Linked DNA regions of Sus scrofa: region 2 is linked to region 1. The links are chromatin contacts, called in public promoter capture Hi-C maps. All regions are on one chromosome and are shown on one strand. The core of a region is the stretch at or near the end of the contact, and the rest is flanking DNA. Distances in the headings are between cores, read along the strand shown.

What was found. Promoter capture Hi-C pulls out the DNA fragments that hold promoters and counts their contacts.
Region 2: a promoter capture Hi-C map of liver shows a contact between it and region 1, with 4 times the contacts expected there. The contact joins the promoter of RHOT2 here to the promoter of DECR2 in region 1. A contact is called at or near these places in 1 of 5 promoter capture datasets (liver), 1 of 47 Hi-C or Micro-C datasets (embryonic fibroblasts) and 1 of 2 datasets of contacts at active chromatin or transcription factors (alveolar macrophages).

What each region holds. Positions count from the first base shown.
Region 1 is chr3:41,301,952-41,306,794 of Sscrofa11.1, forward strand. DECR2 (peroxisomal 2,4-dienoyl-CoA reductase) reads right to left here and starts at 2,093. Exons shown (of 8, transcript XM_005655126.3): 1 at 1,871-2,093. The coding sequence starts at 2,034. NME4 (NME/NM23 nucleoside diphosphate kinase 4) reads right to left here. Exons shown (of 5, transcript NM_001143720.1): 5 at 4,221-4,542. The coding sequence ends at 4,419.
Region 2 is chr3:41,103,919-41,108,761 of Sscrofa11.1, forward strand. RHOT2 (ras homolog family member T2) reads right to left here and starts at 2,452. Exons shown (of 20, transcript NM_214325.2): 1 at 2,352-2,452; 2 at 2,151-2,209; 3 at 1,969-2,050; 4 at 1,845-1,888; 5 at 865-918; 6 at 356-408; 7 at 172-280; 8 at 1-82. The coding sequence starts at 2,388. It overlaps WDR90 (WD repeat-containing protein 90), which reads right to left. Exons shown (of 42, transcript XM_021086904.1): 36 at 4,810-4,843; 37 at 4,421-4,595; 38 at 4,181-4,311; 39 at 3,917-4,060; 40 at 3,731-3,850; 41 at 3,552-3,636; 42 at 2,817-3,244. The coding sequence ends at 3,087.

The DNA of each region.
Region 1 (4,843 bases), core at 843-3,342:
TTGCAGGTTCGATCCCTGGCCTTGCTCAGTGGGTTAAGGATCTGGTGTTGCCGTGAGCTGCAGTGTAGATCACAGACACTGCTCGGATCCCGTGTTGCTGTGGCTGTGGCGTAGGCCGGTGGCTACAGCTCTGATTCAACCCCTCATCTGGAAACCTCCATATGCCACGGGAGTGGCCCTAGAAAAGGCAAAAAGACAAAAAAAAAAAGAATCCAAGAGTTCCCGTGGTGGCACAGCGGAAACGAATCTTACTAGGAACGAGGTTGTGGGTTCGATCCCTGGCCTCGTTCAGTGGGTCAAGGATCTGACATTGCTGTGGGAGTGGTGTAGGTCACAGATTCGGTTGGGATCCCTTGTTGTTGTGGCTGTGGTGTAGGCCAGCAGCTATACTCTGATTAGACCCCTAGCCTGGACCCCTCCATATGCCGCAGGTGCAGCCCTAAAAAGCAAAAAAAAAAAAAAAAAAAAAAGAAATTCCAGAAACTGGGAGTTCCCGTCTTGGCACAGTGGAAACAAATCCAACCAGTATCCATGAGGACCCAGGTTCACTCCCTGGCTTTGTTCAGTGGGTTAAAGATTGGCGTTAGGAGTTCCTTTCGTGGCTCAGCTGTTAACCAAGCCAACTAGGAGCCAAGAGAATGTGGGTTGGATTCCTGGCCTCACTCAGTGGGTTAAGGATCCCACACTGCCGTGAGCTTCAGTGTAGTTGGCAGACGAGGCTCCCGATCCAGTGTTGCTGTGGCTGTGCCATAGGCAGGCAGCTGAAGGTCTGATTTAACCCCTAGCCTGGGAACTTCCATATTCCATGGGTACGGCTAAAGAAAAAAAGAATACAGAAACTGTTGTCAGATTAAGTAGCAACACCAAAGATCAAGATTAGCCTGAAGCACTCAACCACTCAGTCAATTGGAACCAAAAAGCTGATAAAGTAACCTTTTCTGGAGTTCCCGTCGTGGCACAGTGGTTAACAAATCTGACTAGGAACCATGAGGTTGCGGGTTCGGTCCCTGCCCTTGCTCAGTGGGTTAACGATCCGGCGTTGCCGTGAGCTGTGGTGTAGGTTGCAGACGCGGCTCGGATCCCTCGTTGCTGTGGCTCTGGTGTAGGCCGGTGGCTGCGGCTCCGATTGGACCCCTAGCCTGGGAATCTCCATATGCCGCGGGAGCGGCCCAAGAAATAACAGAAAAAAAAAAAAAGTAACCTTTTCTGATTCTCCTGACTTCAGTCACCTAAAGTTTGGACTCTGTCAACCAGCCAAGCGCCTTCATGAAGTAACATGTACACTTAGATTAAAATTGACCCAACTCCTTCTTTCTTTTTTCTTTTTTTTTTTTTTGTCCTTTTAGGGCCGCACCTGACGTACAAGGAAGTTTCCAGGCTAGGGTCAGATCCGAGCTGTAGCTGCCTGTCCCTGCCACAGCCACCTGGAATCCGAACGGCCTCTGTGACCTACACCACAGCTCACTGCGACGCCAGATCTTTAACCCATTGGGCAAGGCCAGGGATCAAATCTGGGTCCTCATGGATAATAGTTGGACGCTTACGGCTGGGCCAGAACAGGAACTCCAAAACTTCCCCAAGTAACAAATTCTTCCTTCTCCCCACGTTTGGTTTGGTCGCGCTGCACACTCTCAGGATTACCAGTAAATACCCACCACCGGCCAAGACAAACAGAATGTGCTGCAGATTCCAAAGACCAGAACACTAGCACCTGCATCTAACTACCGGGCACCCAGACATGTGGATAGTCTGGTTGCAAGACATGGGATCCTCACACGTCCCAGGAAAACCGCAGTACCCTGCCGCCCGCACCCCAGGCGCCCGCGGACCCCTGCCCCGCTCCCTGGGGCGCCCCTGATGCGGCCCTCACTGAAGCAAGTCCGGGCAAAACAGGTGGCGATACTCCGGCAGACAGTCGTCCTCTGCAACGTCGGGCGGTAGGTGGGTCATGGCGATCGCTGTGGCCTGGACAGCGAAGAGCGCGGACTGGGAGGATCTGGATGGCACGCTCTGCCCCCGGAGACGCGCAGACATCTGCGGGCGCACACCTCAGCGGCCCGTCCAATCAGTCTCGCCCAGCCCGATTCCAAGGAAGCCCCGCCCCGTTGCCCGCCCACCCCGCGCGCCTCCTTTAAAGGCCCCGCCCACTCCTCAGGAGCCCCGCCCCCATACCGCCTGGCACGCTCCCCCACGCCGCGACCGCACAGCCTGCTGGGATTGAAAGTCGGTCCCGGCTCCTGAGCAGGCGCAGTGCAGCCGGCCAGGTCTCAGGGCGGGGTCTGGGTGAGGCGGCGGGTGGGGGGGCTCTTATTAGACCGGGAGGACTCGGTGCCTGGGGCGGAGCCAGCTGGACGCAGAAACAGACCGTTGGTTCCTGGACTTTGGCCTCGCTGTGCTTTTAAGACACCTGATCTAAGCACGCCCCACGTTTAAAAGCTCTTTCGTCCTGGACGCGCCCCTCCTCGCATAAAAGTGACACAGGAAAAGACGGAAGGGGACTAGAGCCATGAAATCTGGAAGGCCGTTCCCTGCAGTGACTAGCCCCATAGGCAGCTCCCAACATGACCCTTTGTGGCCAGTGAAGGTCAGGGAGTTCCTGAGGTGGCAAATGGAAGCGAATTGGACTAGTAACCATGAGATTGTGGGTTCGGTGCCCGGCCTCGCGCAGTGAGTTAAGGATCTGGTGTTGCCCTGTGGTGTAGGTCGCCCATATGACTCTGATCCTGCCTTGCTGTGGCGCAGGCCCACAGCTGTAGCTCTGATTTGATCCCTAGCCTGGGAACCTCCATATGCCTCGGGTTGTGCCCTAAAAAGAAAAAAGAAAGGTCAGGACACTGGAGTTGGGAGTTCCCATCAGGGCACAGTGGGAACAAAACAAATCTGACTAGTATCCATGGGGATGTGGGTTCCATCCCTGGGCTTGCTCAGTGGGTCAGCGATCTGGCGTTGCCACAGGCTGTGGTGTAGGTCGCAGACACGGTTCGGATCCCTTGTGGCTGTGGCACAAGCCAGCAGCTGTAGATCTGATTTGACTCCTAGCCTGGGTACTTCCACATGTCGAGGGTGCATCACCCCCACAAACAAAGCAAAAACAAACAAACTTCAGGATACTGGAGTTTCCTTGCTGTGGGGCAAGGGGATTGGCCGTGTCTCTGCAACACTGGGATGCAGGTTCAATACGCAGGCAGACCCAGTGGGTTGGTGCAGTGGCTTGCAGCTGTAGCTTGGATCTGTTCTCAAGCTAGGAGCAACAAATGCCAATGAAGTTGTGAGAAGTGAACTACGGCTCTGGCCTGGCAGGTATAATGATGTGCAGTGTCACTGTGACAGGTGATCGGGGACACAGCTGGGGATGAAGTGTGAGCGACATGTGTAGTGTCACTGCAGTCACCAGGCTTTCTGCCTCAGCCCCCTGCCTTCCCCTTCCTGCTACCCCCCCATCCTGTCCATAGCTCCAGGACTCGTCTCGGGTTCCCCAGATTTCAGACAGGTCCCTGGAGCTCTGCCAATCTCATACACTCGACAGGGTCACTGATGCCCTCCTAGGGTGCCAGATGGGAAGCTTCCTTTCTACTTTCACACTGCCCACCACTTGGTCTTAACGCCTCATCTCTCCCTCAGCGACAGGAGAGGCCATAATGAGCATTCCGTACACAAAGCACAGCACATTTTGATGTCCCCACTTTGGGGGGAAAAGAGGTCATGCTACCAACATTTCAGGAGACCTCGAAGCTTGTCTGGCACTGTGGTACCAAAGGGATTTGGTCCTGAAAGTCCCGCTGTGGCTTAGCGGGTTAAGAACCTGACTGGTATCCATGGGGATGCAGGTTCCCTCAGTGGGTTAAGGTTAGGGCATTGCTGCAAGCTGCAGTGTAGGTCGAAGATGTGGCTTGGATCTGGTGTTGCTGTAGCTGTGGTGTAGGCCGGCAGCCAAGGCTCCGATTCAATGCCTAGCCTGGGAACTTCCATGTGCCACGGGTGCAGCCATAAAAAGACCAAAAAAGAAAGAGAGCCCTCTGTGGCGCCTTGGGATAATGAGCTGGCTCGTCCCTGTGGAGGCACCGGATTGCCCCCTGGCCCCACACAGTGGGTTAAGGATCTGGTGTTGATGCAGCTGTGGCACATGTCGCAGCTCCGGCTTGGATTCAACCCCTGAGCCAGGAATGTCCACAGGCCACAGGTGTGGCCAGAAAAGCAATCAAACAAACAAACGAAAAGGATTTGATGCAGTCGTGTGCTGGCTTAGGATACTGCAAGGCACATAAAGTCGGTGGTTCAACCCCTGTGGGCTGGGGTGGGCACAAGGTGGACGAGCAGGTGGTCTGGGACATTCGGGCAGAGTGTGGTGTGGGCTCAAGTTCTTGGAAGAGGTAGTTGGTCCGGAGTGGATGCCGGGGCACGGAGGGCACCCTGAGGGCTCAGGCTGGACCGGCGCTGCCGTGGTGGCCTTCGTCCGCCCAGTCCACCAGCTCACTGCTCTGGAACCACAGCTGGATCTCCCTCTGGGCCCCTTCCACAGAGTCGCTGGCGTGGATGACATTCCTGTGCCAGGCGACAAGTGGCAGAGGTAGAGCACAGGCTTCAGCGTGCACTTTGGGGGTCCCAGGGACAGTCTGCCGACCCCCTACTGTCTAGAGGAGCAAGCCGGCTGATGGTGCAGAGCAGAAAGGAAGAACAGGGTAGCTGGAAAACTGGGTTCCAGTCTGACCTCAGCTTCTTACCCAAAACCTCATCTGTCCCGTGCCCGCCTCCGAGGCCTCTGGTGAGAGTCAGGTCACAAACAGTGACAGCAGTGCACGCACGAAAGGGTTTGGGAAAAAAAACAGTACTGATCTAGGAGTTC
Region 2 (4,843 bases), core at 1,202-3,701, 200 kb before region 1:
AGAGGGGGGCGGTGGGGTGCAGCACAGCCTTCTGTGCGTAGTAGAACAGCTCCGAGATGTTTTTCAGGTTCTTGGCCGAGCACTAGGACACGTGGGAACAGACTCAGAGGTGAGGCAGGGCCCCGCACCCTGGCCTCTGAGGCCCTGGCACCCCTCACCCCGTGTGCTCACCTCCACGCAGGTCTCGATCTCAGGGAACTGGCTCATGATGGGCAGCACAGCCTCCATGGAGCCCCCCGGCCGCAGGTCCGACTTGTTGCCCACCAGGATGATGGGGACCCTGGGAGAGAGGCCCGAGGTCAACAGGGGTCAGGCGCCGGCAGGCCCAGCCCCTTGCCCAAAACTTGCTTGTTACCTGGGACCCCTCCTGGTGTCCCCATTCACCAGTGGGATCCATTTGGTTCGGATCTGAAAGGCAAGACCTGGCCATGAGAAGAGGGGGCCCGCCCGGCCCACAGCCCCGCAAGGGGAACTCATGCTTGGCTCAAAGAGAGACGTGGGCAGCCCAGGCGCACTGAGGGCCAAAGTCACGACCACTGGCAATGAGGCCGGTGAGAGAAACCAGCAGGCAGGACCTCATCTGGTCCCAGCAGCTCCCAAACATGAGCAACGGATGTGGGGTCAGCAGCACCCCCCTGCTGGCCTCAAAGGTTCGCTTGCGGCCGTCCACGCTCTCTGCAAGATGCAGGATCATGAGACCTCTGGGGACGCTGCGGGGGTCTGGACCATGAGGATCCCCAAAACACTTGTTAAGAGATGGGGTGCAAGTCGCCCCCACGTGGGGTGTGTGCAGAGAACCGGGGGCTGACCCGGCTGGGTGCCGGTGACAGGGGGACGGGCTGGGCAGAGAGCTCCCTTGCTCACCTTCTCGACGGTGGTCTCCTCCGACACGTCATATACCACACACACCACGCTGGCCTGTGGGCAGAGGAGCGGTGTGTGGTGTGATCTGAAGCTTCCTGCTCCACTCACAGACTGCACAGGATCAGGCTCAGGGACCACGGCAGCCCGCCCCTCCAGCTGGCGCTCCCCGGCCGAGTCACACCAGCGGCCACTCACACCTCAGGCAAACCCTTCCCTGCCTGCTCCCGCCACAGATGCCAGGCTCCAGGATGGCAGCTCTGGTCCAGTCCCCTGAGGGCTCAGGACAAATACGGCCACTGTGAAACTTGGCGCCGCCACCCCAGCCTCAGCCCTTGGCTCCCTGGTCACCACAGGCAGTGCCAATGACCAGGACCACAACACAGGGGAAAGGGCACCTCGACAGCTGCTGCAGGTAGCTGCGGCCTGCATCCTTGCCCAGTGGTACCCTCAGGACATAGCAGCAGCTGCTGGGGGATCAGGCAGGACTGCCGGGGCAGCGCCTACACCCCCAGCTTGGTCCAGGCACAGGTTCTCCTGGTGACAGGGAAGCAGAGGGTTGTGCGGCCCACAGCCTTGGCCACAATACCCACTGCAGCCCAGAGGCCCAAGACACCGGACTGAGTAAGGGGTGGGGAAGGACAGCTGGGCACAGCCGTTTAAGGGATCACTGTCACGGACCTGGAGGCTGCTCCCAAGGTCCACCGGGAGAGGGAAAGCCAGGGAGACCTGGCCAGCCATGTGGGCAGGAGGGAGGAAAGGTCCCTCTCTTCCCCAGCTCCCAACAGGGTGCATCACCGGCACCCCAATAACCCTTAGAGCTGACAGGTCACGGCAGAATTAACGAGGCTGCAGACTCGCTGGGCACCTTAATCTCATCCCTCAGAAGGTGAAGCCGATCAGGCCAAAAGCACCACCCCCGGGCCTGAGCCCTGACCCCAAGGCCCAGCACCTCCTTCCCGAAGCTTCAGAACACCCTGTACCTTCTGAATCTCGTCCTGGAGCTCCTCGGCTGTCTGCTCAGCTTCTGCATGGGAAAAAAACCCCACTGCGGACCTGCCAGAAGCGCCAGCTCCTGGACAGAACCGCGGGCCGAGGCCTCTGTACCTGAGTAATCCACGATGTGGGTGGGAACCTTCTCTGGGGTGACGTCCGCGGGAATGGTGATCTCTTCTGCCCGAGGGGGGACCTGGGGCAGAGGCGGCCGTGAGGGCAGCCGGGAAGGGCTGAGGGCGGCGGCGGCGCCCAGGCCTGGGCTCCCCCTGGGCGCGGGGCGTGCTCGGCCTTACCTCTTCGGGGAACTCCTCGCCCACCAGCGACAGGATCAATGACGTTTTTCCTACCTGGGCTGCGCGCGGGGGCGGAAGAGGCAGGCGGCGCGGTCAGCGCAACGGCCAAAGTGGCGGCGCCCCGCCCCAGCCACGACCAGCCGCTGCCCCAAGACCCCGACCCGGCTCCGGCCCCCGCCCGGCCCGGGCCCGGGCGCACACCCTCGCCCAGCAGCAGGATGCGCACGTCTCGCTTCATGGTGACCGCAGAGAGCGGCAGCCGAACCCGGACGCAGACCCCCGTCCCCGAACGCAACCTCGACTGCAACCCCTGCCCAGGCCCGCGCTCTACAGGCGCCCGCACTTCCGGCCCCAGCGCGCGCAGCCGCACTAGCTAGCGGGGCGGGGGCATGGACCAGAGCGCCTGGCTGCGCCGCGGCGCCACCGCGTGGGCGTGCTGGGCACTGCAGGCGCACCGCCGGCCGGAGGGGCAGGGCTTCTGCCCCAGGTGCCGCCGCCCCCCTCCCCCCCCCCCCCCCCCCCGGAGCTCGCAGGTGGGCAGGCCTCCAGGCCTCCCCTGCAGGGTCGGGGCAGGGAGCAGGAGGCCTAAGGGTAGGTCAACAGCTGATCTCAGGTCGGAAGGGACAGCCGAGCCCGGAAACAGGAGTCTGGAGAAGCCAGCAGACCTTGCTTTAATGCAACGCCCACATTTATTTGAACTGTACAAGGTGGAAACAAAATCCAGAAGGAAACGAGGCCACGAGCGCTTCACAGATGTGTGTTCAAGGTCTTGACTGACACAACACGCTCCGGGGCCAGCCTGGGGCGGAGCCCACAGAGCCACGTGGGCCCAGCACAAGGCCCTGGGCCAAGCCAACTTCTTAGCCAAGCCTCTGCCCAGGCCAGGCACCCGGCTGACCAGCAAGGCAAGCCCAACTTGGCCATCCTTGCAGCAGCTCAGGGGCCCACGACTTCCCACATCAGGATCTGTGTGTGGGCCGCCGTGAAGAGCAGCCGGGCAGATGGGGAAAACCTGCAGAGCTGCACTGAGTCGGCGTGGCCAGCAAAGTCCTGCACGGCCCCCGAGGCACAGTCCACCAGCCTCAGCATCTGTTCTGTGGGCGGACAGCAGGGTGGGGGGGAGAAGAGCCCAGGGCAGCTGGGGCGCTGGGGGCCCGTGCCCGACTCTGTGTAGCTCCAGGATCTGAGGATCCTCCAACCCACCCTGGCTCTGTCTCCAGCTGAAACGGGGGCCTCATGGGGGAACCTGCCTGCCCCCCCATCTCCAGATCCGATCTCTAACACCCCTGGAGGGGAGGTCCTCGCCCCAGCCACTTCAGGGACAAGGAGCTTGGGGCCCAGGTGTACCTACGTGGCCCCACTCAGGTCAGGCCAGAGTCCACGCCAGAGCTCAGCACTCACCAGCAAAGCCGACAGCCACAAGGCAGGCCCTGGGGGACAGGCTCATGGACACGGCGAGGAAAGGCAACGGGATCCTCTCCACCACCTGCAGGCAGCGAGCGTGAGGCCGTGGCAGGGGTTCCCATGGCCCTGAGACCCGCCCCTCCCCAGCACCAGGTCCTGCGGGCAGGTGCACATGCCTGCTTCTGCCGGAGGCTGTAGAAGAGCACCTCGTGGTGCAGGCCGAGGCCCACACATGCCAGCAGCGCCCCATCCCAGGGGCAGAAGGCAGCCAGGGACGGTGGCAGGCAGCCGGGCACCTGTGGAGAGTGTGGTGTTGGGAGAGGGTGGGCAGCATCTGCCCACCGGGCTATTGGGATTCTTACCTCTGTGAGGGCAGGCGCCGGGAAGCTCAGCCAGTCCACAAGCTCACAGTGGTTCTGCGGCCAATCAGAGGCCCAGACGCTGACCCGCTGGTCCCCGCTGGCAGCCAGCCACAGGTCTGCACCCTCTGCCCCGAAGTCTCCATACTGGGGGCAGAGGCAAGGGGGAAGGAAGGGCTGGTAGGTGCCTCCTGCCCCACTCTGCCTGCCCGTTTCGCTGCCAGCACCCTGGGCTGGGCCGGGCCGCGCCCTGCCGGCTCTCGTCACCTCTTTTCTCGTGCTCTGGATGGTGCAGATCGGGGCCCCTCGGTGGTCTCTCAGGACGCGGAGGGTCACACCTGTGCGAGGGCGACTCACGGCCACGAGCCCTTCTTTGTCTCCAGACAGAAGAGTCTGACCTGGGACGGAAAGGACCACATGGTTCCCTGGGAGCCCCTGGCCCTCAGCCTAAAGGTGTGACCTGTGCCAGGCAGAAGCCGTGCTGTCGCCCGTGAGCCCGGGCCTCACCGTCAGCAGAGAAGACGACGGCTGTCACCGCGGCGGGGTGGGGGTGCATTTTGAGCTCCATCGCCATCCGGGAGACGCTGAAGACTCGCAGCGTGCCGTCACCATAGCCTGCTGCCACCTGCTGCTGCTCGGGGCGTCCACAGGACGGGGGGCTCCAAGCCAGGCAGAGGCAGCTCTGGGGACCCCCAGGGGGAGAACATCAGCCCTCTGCTGGGGGCGGGGGGGGGCAGGGATCCAGGCCTAGGCTGCGGACAGACGCCAAGGCCAGAGCAAGAACGGCAGCTGCCAGAACCCTTCAGGGCACAGGCAGGGCCAGAAGCTGGGCTGGGCACGGCCCCAAGCACGCGCCCCTAGCCCCTGGGGCCCCCCCTGAGTACCTGGCTTAGCACCTGGAACTGGATGAGGAGCTCCATGCTGGCCAAG